Linked DNA regions of Pan troglodytes: region 1 is linked to region 2. The links are chromatin contacts, called in public Hi-C maps. All regions are on one chromosome and are shown on one strand. Each heading gives the region's core, a stretch centred on a gene start, on an enhancer-like site or on the middle of the called end of the contact. The rest is flanking DNA. Distances are from core to core; before and after follow the strand shown. Region 1 has its middle 180 kb from the start of AKR1D1. Region 2 has its middle 98 kb from the start of AKR1D1.

Evidence for each region. Hi-C and Micro-C count contacts between places; a contact is called where the count stands out from the background.
Region 1: a contact with region 2 is called in a Hi-C map of stem cell-derived neural progenitor cells, with 2.4 times the contacts expected there. The contact joins two enhancer-like sites. A contact is called at or near these places in 2 of 7 Hi-C or Micro-C datasets (induced pluripotent stem cells and stem cell-derived neural progenitor cells).

What each region holds. Positions count from the first base shown.
Region 1 is chr6:153,616,933-153,623,593 of NHGRI_mPanTro3-v2.0_pri, forward strand. It overlaps the pseudogene LOC134810634. Among named protein-coding and RNA genes, the nearest start is that of AKR1D1, 180 kb to the left of the region's middle. Within about 2 kb of position 1,454, at least 6 of the 24 cell types and tissues checked have an H3K27ac peak or open chromatin away from gene starts, as enhancers often do. A contact at or near this core is called in induced pluripotent stem cells and stem cell-derived neural progenitor cells, where this site is marked.
Region 2 is chr6:153,530,998-153,537,642 of NHGRI_mPanTro3-v2.0_pri, forward strand. No RefSeq gene overlaps it. Among named protein-coding and RNA genes, the nearest start is that of AKR1D1, 98 kb to the left of the region's middle. Within about 2 kb of position 1,759, at least 7 of the 24 cell types and tissues checked have an H3K27ac peak or open chromatin away from gene starts, as enhancers often do. A contact at or near this core is called in induced pluripotent stem cells and stem cell-derived neural progenitor cells, where this site is marked.

The sequences.
Region 1 (6,661 bases), core at 204-2,703, 86 kb after region 2:
AAGCTGGAAATCCCTTAAAGGGATCCAGAAGTTTCCTTTATAAGGTGATTTTTAAATTTATTTATTTATTTATTTTGAGACGGAGTCTCGCGCTGTTGCCCGGGCTGGAGTGCAATGGCATGATCTGGGCTCATTGCAACCTCTGCCTCCCAGGTTCAAGCGATTCTCCTGTCTCAGGCTCCTGAGTAGCTGGGATTACAGGCATGCGCCACCACACCCGGCTAATTTTTTGTATTTTTAGTGGAGATGGGGTTTCACTATGTAGGCCAGGCTGGTCTCGAACTCCTGACCTTGTGATCTACCCATTTCGGCCTCCCAGAGTGCTGCGATTACACGCATGAGCCACCGTGCCCGGCCTGTGATTTTTTTTTTTTTTTCAGATGGAGTTTTGCTCTTGTTGCCTAGTCTGGAGTGCAATGGCGTGATCTTGGCTCACTGCAACCTCCCCCTCCCCGGTTCAAGCGATTCTGCCTCAGGCTCCCGAGTACTGGGATTACAAGTGTGCACCACCATGCCCAGCTAATTTTTTTACTATTTAGTAGAGAAGAGGTTTCACCGTTTTGGCCAGGCTGGTCTCGAATTCCTGACCTCAACTATCAGCCCACCTCGGCCTCCCAAAGTGCTGGGATTACAAGCGTGAGCCACCGCGCTAGGCCTATAATGTGGTTTTTCTTTTTTAATGGCATACCACATAATAAAATATAAGGCATCTCTCAAAAACACTTTGATAGAGCCATTAGTGACATAAAAATGCTAATGATCACTAATATTCAGTGAAATAAGATAAAAATCAAAAATGTATATTTAATACGTTCTCACATAAAATAAAAGTATATCAGATGCAATTGGAAAGAAACACAATTCAACCAACAGTTATTTTTCTCATGTCTGGGTGATGTGATTCTCAAATGTAAATTATTTTATTGTACATTCTGTTTTCCAGTTTTTCTAACTTGAAGATACTTTGAAATTAGAAAACTTGTTACCTTTAAGTTAAAAATGGTTTTTCATTTAAAAGAAAAAAGCTTTCAAGATAAAGATCTTTTTATTAACAAGTTTGTCTCCTGGACAGGAGAGGATTAAAGGAAAATAAAGAAAACAACGGCAACAAAAAACAAAATGAAAAAGTTTGTTTTATTTTTGTCTGTGTTTGCATTACTACTTGTTTCTGTTACCTATAAATGATTTAAGAATTTGAATCAATTCCTAAGTAACATTTTAGACCAGTTCTTACCTGTGATTTGGAAACATTTAAAGCATTGAAATGAGGAAATCACTCCAGAGTGAATGGAAGGATTATCAGCCACTGCAAATGTCTGTCTAATCTTGGGACGTTGAACCAGTTTACAGAGTTGCAGGGGGAGCCAAAACCTTGCCATAATCCTACCATTCACTGGCTGTGAGTAATGACCATCTGCTGGGGACTGGAGAGGACCCAGCCCAGTCAGTCTGACTGCCTTGGTTTGCATGATAAAGGAAGGTCACAGAAAGTCAATAGGATTGAGAGCAACTCTCCAGGTGGTGGAAGCGATCTGCAGGCAACCGGCAGAAATGGCTTCCACTCTACGACTGCAGCTCTGTAAAGAATTCTCTCTCTTTGGACATCACACTTCTTCAAAAGGATGTTACAAAATCAAATAAAAGTGAAATTCAAAAACTACACTCTTTAGGTGGGCTTAGGTTTTTTGTGTTTTGTGTTTGGTTTTCTTCATTATTACATGGAGAAGAGGGATGAAAGAAATATATAGAATGTGCTTTTTCTTTTTGGATCTCAAGGGGCAAAGAGTTGATCAGATTCTTCAGATAACAGTTTATGATCACCATAGACCAATGAAAGCTGTCTTTTCTTCTGTTTAATTATAAAAATATTTCCTCCTTTAGACCCAAAGTCAACTCCCACTCCCTTCCTCCTTCTCATTCTAATGTGCTGGCAAATGTTCTTAAATATACATATGTTTTAGGAATGAATAGTCAACTAAGTCCTCTTAACTTTTCTTTTTTCTTTTCTTTTCTTTCTTTGAGATGGAGTGTTTTTTTGCAGCCCAGGCTAGAGTGCAGTGGCACAATCTCAGCTCACTGCAACCTCTGGCTCCTGGGTTCAAGCAATTCTCCTGCCTCAGCCTCCCAAGTAGCCTCTTGTATAGCAGGCACCCACCACCACACCCGGCTAATTTTTGTATTTTTAGTAGAGTTGAGGTTTCACCATGTTGGCCAGGCTGGTCTCAAACTCCTGACCTCAGGTGATCCACCTGCCTCGGCCTCCCAAAGTTCTGGGATTACAGGTGTGATCCACCGCGCCCGGCCAGTCCTCTTAACTTTCTTACATGTTTATTACAATTTCCTGACAATTTTTATAAATTTCAGATATTCTGCTACTTGGATAACGTCAATTATCCATAGAAAAGTTTGTCCAAACAACAGTCAGCATTACCAAGACACCTAGAAAAGCTCCGCTTACTCAAAAAAATGCTGCCCGTGGAATGGTCGATCAGACAAGAGCAAACACAAGACACATCACTAATTCATTCAACAAATATTTGCTGAGTTCTTGCATTGTCTAGCCAAGACTGGGCCTAGCAACTGATAACAAATCTTGGTTGCAGTTCAGGCTCTGCCACTTATCAGCTGCATGAATTTGTGAAATCACTGAAATTCTTGATATCTAAGGTCTCCTCATTTGTAAAGGGAGAAAAATAAAACCCACCCTACCTCCTTGGAAAGATTGTTTTGAGGATAAAATTTAATGGGTATAGAGGAAATCACAGTGGAAATATAAAGCACCATAAAACTTTCATTTATTATTTTGTTGATGTTGCTAAAAGAGAGAAAGAGAGCAGATATGAGGGGAAACGGGATGAGAATTGGAAGGAGTCGCTGAGGAACCTTAGCCATGGCTACACTGGCCAGGTGTGGCCAAACTGATGAAAAGTGACCCAACGAAACACTTCGAAAGAACTAAAGACCTTGAAAGGATGATCACAATCTCAGTCTTGACTGTTGATAGAAAAACTGTGATGGAAAAGTGAAATGAAACTAGAGGTCAATCAACAGCAGGCAGCTCCAAATTTTCTCCTAGTCCTAACTTGGAGATATTGCTGGAGATCCCCCGTTGTGGAAGGCAGGAGCAGGATATCTCATGAGCAATGTCATCTGTTTGCCCAGATCCAGGGTCAGAATTCTTGTTACTATGGTTAGTGTAAGCAAACACCCACAGGAGTGGGAGAAACTGTGGAGTGGGGTTGGGAGCTGTAATAAAGCTCCTATAGAAAGAACACACTATAAATACATAAGCCAAAAGCAATTAGTTTATCTAAAGAAAGGAGAAAAAAATAAATAGGGATGTTAAGCATGTATTCCCTTTTATAAAAAAAAAAAAATCAAGTAAAAAATGAAAATAAAATACATTGTTGCACTGATTTATCTCTAAATGGGTAGTAGACCAAACATTTATTCCCCATATTTTTTTTAAAAAAGTAAAAATGAAAATAAAAAGGCTCATTGCAACCTTGAAAGCATTATGCTGAGTGAAATAAGCCAGACACCAAAGGACAAATATCATGTGATTCCACTTAAATGAAATATCTGGATAGGCAAATACATAGAGGCAGCAAGTACATGAGAGACTGGGGGTAGGCGTGCTGGAGAGTATTGCTTAATCAGTACAGAGTCTCTGTTTGGAGTGATGAAAACATAGTGGAAATGGACAGTGGTGATGATTGCACAACATTGTGAATGTATTTTAGCTCAGCTAAATTGTACACAAAATGGTTAAAAGGCAAAACTTATGTTATATATGTTTTATCACACTTTTTTAAATGGGGGGAAAGGGCACTGATTTATCTTTTCCAAATGGATAATAGACAAAACACCAGATCATAAGAATGCTTGGAATCCCAGAAGGATAAAGGGTGGCCTCTTTAAAGCATGTTGATACCAAGCTGACACAGCCTGTAGGACTATCTATCTCTAGTTCAGGATATTTCCCTCTGAAGAAGCAGCAGGAGACTGTGATCACCTTGAGGGAGGGGAGCCCAATTGAATCTGGTAGCCAGTAGATATTTAATAAGCACCTCCTGAGTGGATTATCTAGAATCAAAGCTCTCTCCTGCATTTATTCAAAAATAGTCATTAAGTGCCTTTAAATTACCAGGAACTGGACTAGGTACCTGGATGCCCAGGCAAATAAAACCAAAATATTTCATTTCAAAATATATTTTCTTGACATGTTTCAAGATGGCTGTTCAGAGGGGCTGGAAATGCAAGAATAGCTGAAAAGCTGCCTTTTGTGAGTGAGATTTGCATCTGTAGAGAATCAACATTGATGCAGCCAGGCTTTCTCTGAGGCCCTCCCTTGTCTAGATCTAGGAAAGATTAACAGAAAGTCTGACGCCTTCAAGTCTGAAAGAAACATTTACCATCTATTCTCTCTGAGGGTGGCTACCTGCACAGTTTCATCTTTATAACAAGACGAACTTTGCTAGCCGGGCCTCTTCTTCTGTGCCTCTCATAACCTGTTTTGCCACCATAACCCGTTTTGCCATGACCTAAGCCCCTATTCTTTCTGTAACCTCAAGATGGTACAAAAAACCATCAGCCATTTTTCCTTTCTTTGAGATCTTATATTTTTTTCACAAGACAAACCTGCCTCTCAGCCTCATGAGAATCACTTACAATGAGCCTCAAAGAGAATCATTTACAAGTTAATTTATGTCTTTCTAGTCCATTCGTTTTCCCTTAAAATAATGTACTGCTCCTGAAAAGAATTGCCTATATTCCCCATCTCCTCCTTCCACCTGGAAAAAGGGTATATAGGCTTCTGTACCCCACTAGGGGGTTGGGATAATCACTCTGTGGTTCTCTCCCCATGCACGTTAATACATTTGTATGCCTTTTCTTCTATTAATCTGCCTTTTGTCAGTTGATTTTTCAGTGACCCTTCAGAGGGCTGAGAAAATAAAAAAAGCTTAGAGTGGTCTGAGCTATGGAAGGTATGCAGGCCCAGACAGACATGAGTACAGGCCTTCAGTTATGCCCCCTTTCCCTCCCACTCATGCCTGGGGGCAATTGTTTAAAGTCATTTTTGTTCCTGACTTGCTGTCTCACTCATTATCTTCATGTTCCTGGAATTTGTGATACAAAGAACAATGTATAGCCATTCAATAGCTTGTTATTTTTATATAAATTCTTGGTAAACAACTCAGGAACTGCCTCTTCTTTCCCTTTAAAAATTCACTTGTAACTGCTGTTAATCAGAGTGTGTAATCAGAGCAATTTGAATCTATGGTTCCAGGTTGCAATCCTCAGGCTTGGCCCAAATAAACTCTTACATTAATCTTGCCTCCACTTCTTTTTTTTTAGGTCATCAGGGCCAAGGGAAAATTTCCCTGACTGCCCTCAAAGAGCCTACAGTCCACAGTGAGAGAGAGAGGCGCTACTAAACAGCAGGACAAAGGCTGGTGCTGAGGGGCTGAGAGGCTTCAGGAGAAGGGTTAGCCAGGTAGAGGAGAATGCCTCCAGGTGAGGTACTGGGTCTGTGCAGAGGCAAGAAAGGGAAGTAACACGAGGCTGAAGGTAGAGCATGAAGAAGAGAAAGAGCTAAAAGTAGAGCAAGTGAACTTCATCAGAAAAGCAATGGAAAGATATTAAAGGGATTCAATTTGTTATAGGACTCCAGGTTCAATAGCCCATTGTGTGGTAAAAACCAATATACCAAAACAGCAGGGGTTACAGCAGAGAAAGAGTTCAATAATCGTAGGGCAGCCAAACCAGGAGATGGGAGGAACCTCAAATCTGCCTGCCTGAAGAGTTTTGGACGGGTTTTTAAGAGCGTTTTGGTGGGAAGAAGGATAAGGAGCTGTGATCACTGATTAGTTAGGGGGTGGGGGATGAAGTCATAACAATGTAGAAGCTGCATTCTGTGCTGAGTCAGTTCCTTGGAAGGATTTTCAGTCTGGCAGGCATCCTCAGAATGCAGGATATGGAAAACATCTCAAATTTTAAAACCTGAGTTTTCTTAATATTAAAAATATTATCTATAGAAACAAGGGAAGTTAGGACCTCATGACAGGGGCTATGTGACTTTTCAGCATTCAGCAACTGTAAGGAAGTGGGCTAAAAAGCTAGCTGGTTCATGCTTGGCTATGCTTCTATTCAAGCTTATAATTTTGTTAAAACCTTGCAATTTTGTTTTATTAATTTCATGAGGATGGTTTCAAATTCAAGAAATAGACTGAGCATATTTTCACTTCAATAATCCAAAATATTAGTTAAATGTACCAAATGTTACTGAAGGAATTTCACTCAACTTTTACTAAGAGAGAAAGAAAGAAAAAGAATAACTTTTCTATTCTCTTTGATTTTTCCCAACAAGTGTATAAAATTTTTACAATCAGAAAAATCAGTAAAGCTATTTTCATTAAGACAAAATAGGAAGAAGAGAAAAAAAGAAGAGGAGGGCTGGGTGCAGTGACTCACACCTATAATCCCAGCACTTTGGCAGGCCAAGGCTGGAGGATTGCTTGAGCCTAGGAGCTCAAGACCAGCCTGGGCAACATAGTGAGACCCCCATCTCTACAAAAAATGGTTGAAAATTAGCCAGGCAGGGTGGTACACAGCTGGGGTCCCAGCTACTCAGGAGGCTGAGGTGGGGGGATTGCTTGAG
Region 2 (6,645 bases), core at 509-3,008:
CACCACCACACCCAGCTAAGTTTTGTATTATTAGTAGCGATGGGGTTTCACCATGTTGGCCAGGCTGGTCTCAAACTTCTGACCTCAGGTGATCAGCCCACGTTGGCCTCTCAAAGTGCTGGGATTATGGGTGTGAGTCACCACACCCCGCCTTTTTTTTTTTTTTCTAACCTTTTATTTTTTAGAGACAGTCTTGTTCTGTCACCCAGGCTGGAGTGCAGTGGCATGATCTCAGCTTACTGCAGCCTTGACTTCCTGGGCTCAAGTAACCCTCTCACTTCGGGCCCCAAGTAGCTGGGACTACAAGTGCATGCCACCATGCCCGGCAAATTTTTCTTTTTTTCTTTTTTTAATTGCACAGTACTAAAAATTCTGACAATATTCAGGAACAGTTGTAAAGAGTAAAAGCTATTTTTTTCTTATATTTAAAACCATTTTATTTACTACGTTGATAATTGTTTCCCCAGCAGTGGTAAAAATGACATCAAAATAACAATTTTGCAAGCTCAGATTATTAATATAAAATCAGTAATCAGGCCGGGCGTGGTGGTTCACGCCTGTAATCCCAGCACTTTGGGAGGCTGAGATGGGCGGAACACCAGGTGAGAGATCAAGACCATCCTGGCCAACATGGTGAAACCCTGTCTCTACTAAAAATACAAAAATTAGTTGGGTGTGGTGGCGCACGCCTGTAGTCCCAGCTACTTGGGAGGCTGAAGCAGGAGAATCGCTTCAACCCGGGAGGTGGAGGTTGCAGTGAGCTGAGATCATACCACTGCACTCCAGCCTGGCAACAGAGTGCGGCTCCGTCTCAAAAAAAAAAAAAAAAAAAATCAGTAATCAGCTTTTTAATAGCTGTAGAAATTGGAGAAAAGGATAACCTGAAATGTTTATCTCAAAGTTGAATCACCAGCAATATCCAACACTAGTTGATATTTTTATCATAAATATAAAAATCAAACATGAAGTTCACAAAACATACAATAAGGGCCAAAATTCTTATATTATCGTAACATAGCATATTGTATATTTAGTCACTACTGTGTAACAACTACCCATTCACTGCGGAATACTCTCAAGGAGTCTCAAATGGGTGTTCAATCTCTACCTTATTATTACAAATTTATAACAGATTTCTTTCCATTTAGCAAGTTTATAGAATGTCATATATACATATTTAAATATATATAAATTTACATATTATTTATATATAAGCAAAAAATTGGACACAATTCAACGTTAAAATAAGGTCATACCACTGTTATTTGTCATACAGCACTTTTAGAAGAAGACAAAATGTTCTAAAGATCAGAGATGGCTGATAATTGATATATCATGTTCTGCAATCATCATGCCCAGCATTTTGAGTTAGTTGCTGTTGCAATATTATATGATTTGGATATCATATAGGATTTGGAAATCCTATCAGATTTGGATTTGCCCTGAAAAGAGAACAAAAAGAGAACAAAAGAGAACAAAAGATGGATCTTTGAAAATGAATATCCATATAGCAGTGTTTCCATGGAAGAATTAGAATGATTGTTTTAAAAGTGTTTCTCTTTCCTTTCCCCAGCTGAACCTCTACCTTAAGTCATGAGGGTGTCAGCCCCAAAATCTTCTATAGATGAATAAAACAACGCAAACATTGCTGCACATTCAAACCCAGTACTGATTCGAAAGAGCTATGGCCATAGCTCTATCGCCAATCTAGGACACCCAGACCTGCTTTTTCAGGCTGAGAACACCAGGTGGCATATGGTGGCTGAATCAGAGCCTCGGTAACCATGGCAACCAGCTACCCTTCCAGCTCTGCAGCTGCCATCTTTTATCCAAAGCAGTGTTCTGTGCACGCTGGGGGTTTTGCTTTGAAATGGTGGTGCTGTGTGCTGTTCATTCTTCATACAGTCAGGGTTCCTACTTCTGGGCAGGGAATTCAGGTGCCAGAGATAGATAAATACTTCAGGTCAGTAGCATTCATTTTATTTTCTGTGCATTATTTATTGTGTCTACATAAAGTCATCTGCAAACTGATACTTGAGAGGGCCACACCTTTCACAGCAGGCTTTCTCTAGGGAGGCTAGACTTCACTGAAGGGAAATGAATGATGGAGTGAATGAGTCCTCTCCTGACCAAGGTTAAGAACAAATATGAGTGCCCAGCTCAGTGCTTGAATTGGTTGTAGGTACAATGACCCTGAGATTTGCCTGTACCCTAAGGGATGTCTGCTAGAAATATCACTGATCTATAGACAGAAGACATCTGTTCACCAACCTATTGGGAGGATGTAGTTGACATAAATAGTACCTTCTCACAAAATTTGTTTTGTGTCTGCCATGCAATAATAAACCAAATATTTATAAATTGGAAACTAGCCATTTCCATTTTTATCAGTCAAAAGTAATGAGATTTTCTAAGTTAATCATCAGGCATTGCCCCTGGTGATTGGCATTATATCACACACCCAGCTGCCAAAAGCCATTTTCTTTGCTACTGGGAAGAAAGCTAAAATGAGTAATGTTATCCAAACTTCCCTAAATTCCAAAAAGGCTTTGGACTTGAAGCGGGACTCATTTATAAACACATCTATTTAAGCCTGGTGTTTTTGCTCGCTGTTACAGGGACTATATCATAAATGTGCATTCTTTAGATGAAAGATCCTTCTCATAGAATGACAATTCTGTTAAAAACCCATTATATTATGTCACATGAAAAATGAAAAATTCACATTGTATATGTAACATAATAATAATGAAGGATGAAAGAGAAGAACTTCTGCTTGGAAAAATGACTGAAAACATACAATGAATATTAAAAACTGTGAGGCTTTGAATGGATTTTTTTTCCTCTTTCCACATTTAAGGGCTTTCTACTTCTTAATCAGAACTTATTACTAGGTCATAAACTTATGAAAACATTGAAACGTTGTATTTTAGAATGTATTTTAATTTTCCTATAGCAATTTCATTGCTTTTCACTTATGTTACAAATGTAAAACATTTAGCATTTTATTAGAATCATTTGAAATCACGAACTTCTCAAACAAAATATTTTAATTCATTTAATTGTTAAATAAATTGCAATATGCTTGCTCTAATAGGAAAAAACTTTTTCAAAATCTATAAATAAGAAACTACTATTAAAACAGTTTTTATTTGATATTCCCTGTGAATTAAAGTATTATTTAAGGGTATTAGAAAGGAAGTATTACATTTAACTTCCAGTCAAACCCAGTTTCTGGTTATTTTATAAAAATATCTATTAATACGAGGAATTTTATATCTTTATCTATATATAGATATAGATACTGATAGATATATATTCATTGAGAAAGCTGCTTATAATTTGAGAATATTAGTCATGGAGTTTTCACACATTTACTGGTTTCGTACTACCACATGTTTTCCTCCTGCCTCTCTTTTCCATCTTTAGCTTAAAAAAGGGAAAGAAGAGGAGGAGGAGGAGGAGGAAGGGGAGAAGCAGGAGGAGGAAGCAGAGAAGGAGGAGGAGGAGGAGAAAAGGATTTGAAGAAATTGAATCAGTTCTGGAACAGCAGACACAGGTAACCCATGCAAGCTAATCATTTGGAACACTTTATAAATGATTGTCCACTGTTGATTGACAAGAGCCTGTGCCACTGACTGGAAAGGATAGAGGAGGGTCACTGATGAAAGCACCCTGCTCACTCTCCTTCAGGGCTGCTCCACTGTGGTGACCCCAGCATTCAACACCACACTCAGCATAGTGAATTTCTGTGGGGCTATTAAGAATTATGGTTCTAGAAACATACTTAATAATATGAAAACATGTTCAAATTATGTCATTATGTGTGAGAAAAATTATGATACTGAGATAGATGACAAACCCTCAATGAGGTTCTCAATGATTAAGAACCATCATCTCTGTCATCAATTAATTAGCTCAAGTGTAAGTATTTTCTGATTTTTTCTTACACATTGCAAATATTTTCTGCCAAATTGTTGTTTGTGTGCATTGGGAAGTGGAATGGGGGGGTTGTAGAGACAGGTGTCTCACTGTGTTGCCCAGGCTGGTCTTGAGCTCCTGGACTGAAGAGATCCTCCTGCTTGGCTTCTCAAAGCGCTGGGATTACAGGTGCAAGCCACTGCACCCAGCCAAATTGTGGCTTTTTAACAACATTTTGTTTGTTTTCTTTTTTTTCCTCTTTTTTTTCCCTTTTAACAAGATTTTTAATGATATCTTTTGTCATTGCTTAATATTTTGCTTTTATCTAATTAAGTTGCTCAATCTTTTCTTTTTCTAACTCTGGGTTTCGTGTTGAAGGAATTCAGGACATGCTACCCCAAAATGTGAAAACTTGGCATTTGAGAAGACAGCAGAAGCAGGAAGGTCACGCTCACTACCTCCCCCACAATGCTCTACTCCCCTGAAACAGATCATAAAACCTAGGAAGGATTTCCTGACCGTCCCCTCAAGTAGGTCTTATGACCCTCATGTGAGAGGTGCCCTCCCTATACCCAGAAGATAGCAACATCCTCATTTCTGAAGATACAAGGACAAAGAGAAGAGTTTGAACAAACGGCTTCCTAAGTTCTCCCCAGTTTATTAGCATTATGTTACAGTCTCACCAATGCACCACAATGTAGCAGTCTCTTGTTTGAGGTATCACCCTGAGTTCTCGGTCTCACAACCATGACAATTAAGGAACATGATCACCAAGGGTGAGGTTGGAGTGGAAGTTTAATAAGCAAAAGAAGAAAGTTCTCCACCACAGAAAGGGGCCCAAAAGAGGGTTGCCATTTTTACAGTTGAATGCAAAGGCTTTTATAAGAAACCAGTTAGAGCTGGGCATCTCATTTGCATGAGATGCGAATTTCTGGTAGCTCCACCCCATCCTCCTAATGCACATGTAGGCCCTTAGCTTGAGTTACTCCGTATTGCTTTGTTGCCCTTACTGCACATGTGTCAGGGGATGGAATTTTCCATTACGGGCATGTCTGGGCAAGTCACCTGTGTAGGCTTTCTTATCTGTGTGGCTGTGGGCATGTCTTAGGCAAGCGCCGCTGTGCAAGTTCCCTTATCTGTGCCTGCAGCTTGATTTTTCTGGCTGTTCTTTTGTTTGAAAAGATTCAACCAAGGACCCACCATAACTGCCTGCCTGACTGGTTTCTTCCTCCCTCCTCTCTCAGTGATATCATTCTCCCTTTGTTCAATCATATTTCTTCATCAAACCTAGCATAAAGACTATACAAATTTATGCATTTGGGGGAGGTCTTCCTTTCCTTATGAAGGCTTCCATACCACGTATAAATAATATGTGTATGATTTTCTCTTGTGAATCTGTATTTTGTTATAGGGGCCTCAGCCATGAACCTAGAGATTAGTGAGCATAAATTATTTTTTTCTCAAGTGTTTCTTGCTTGAGATGATTTTCTTATCCCCAAGATTAAAATATTATCTGTTTCTTCCATGATTTTTATGGTGTTTATATCTATTTCTTTAATCTTTCTAGAATGCACTTTTGTACATGCTGAAAGGTAGAATTAATTTTGCAAAAAGGAAAAAGCTACTTGCTACTTTTACTATAATTATAATTATATAATTATTATTAAGGTTTTTTCTTTTTTCTTTCTTTTTTTTTTTTTTTTTTTTTTTTTGAGATAGCGTCTCACTCTGTCACCCAGGCTAGAGTGTAGTGGTGCAATCTGGGCTCACTGCAACCTCTGCCTCCCAGGTTCAAGTGATCCTCCAAACTCAGCTTCCCAAGTAGCTGGGCCTACAGGCATGTGCCACCACAATTATTATTTTATTAGACCCTCTCTGGATCTTGTTCCATCTCTAATATCTCTGCCAAATGCTCTGAATCAGGTAGATATATTTAAATTCTAGCTGGTGCAAAGAAGGAATAATTTGAAAAAGAAGAAATAATTTTAATACACATGCAAATAATATACGTATTCATCTAGTTACTTGCATGTATTTGTGGCCAAAAGCCATGAATCATACAAAGAAGTAGCTGCAGCCAGGCACGGTAGCTCATGCCTGTAATCCTAGCACTTTGGGAGGCCAAGGGCGGGGGAGGGGGTGGATTACCTGAGGTCAGGAGTTCGAGACCAGCCTGGCCAACATGGTGAAACCCTGTCTTTACTAAAAATACAAACATTAGCTGGTCATGGTGGTGGGTGCCTATAATCCCAGCTACTTGGGAGGCTGAGGAGAATTGCTTGAACCCGGCAGATGGAGCTAAGATCGTGCCACTTTACTCCAGCCTGGGTGAAAGAGCAAAACTCCATCTCAAAAAAAAAAAAGTAGCTTCAATGCCCTTTTCAAGATACTTAAGCCAATTTGGTCATACACACTTATTAGTTGCTTTATGATTAGATCTCCAAAGCTTCCAGTAATTAGAATTTGGTGACAACCATAGAGACTTCAATTCCAAATGGTATGTTATAATGAAAGCAAATTTCAGACCTCATTCAGCCATGGGTATAAATATGTATTAGCAATCAGGCCCTCCAAATAGTCATATAACCCGTTTTATAAGCTTGATGAAGTCTTAGCTCTCTGACCTTTCAGTGTTCCCACAGAACCTTATGAGCGTCAGAGACAGGAGGACCATGTTCCAGCTTTGGGGCAGGATTAACTCACTCTCAAATGAGAGTCAGGTGA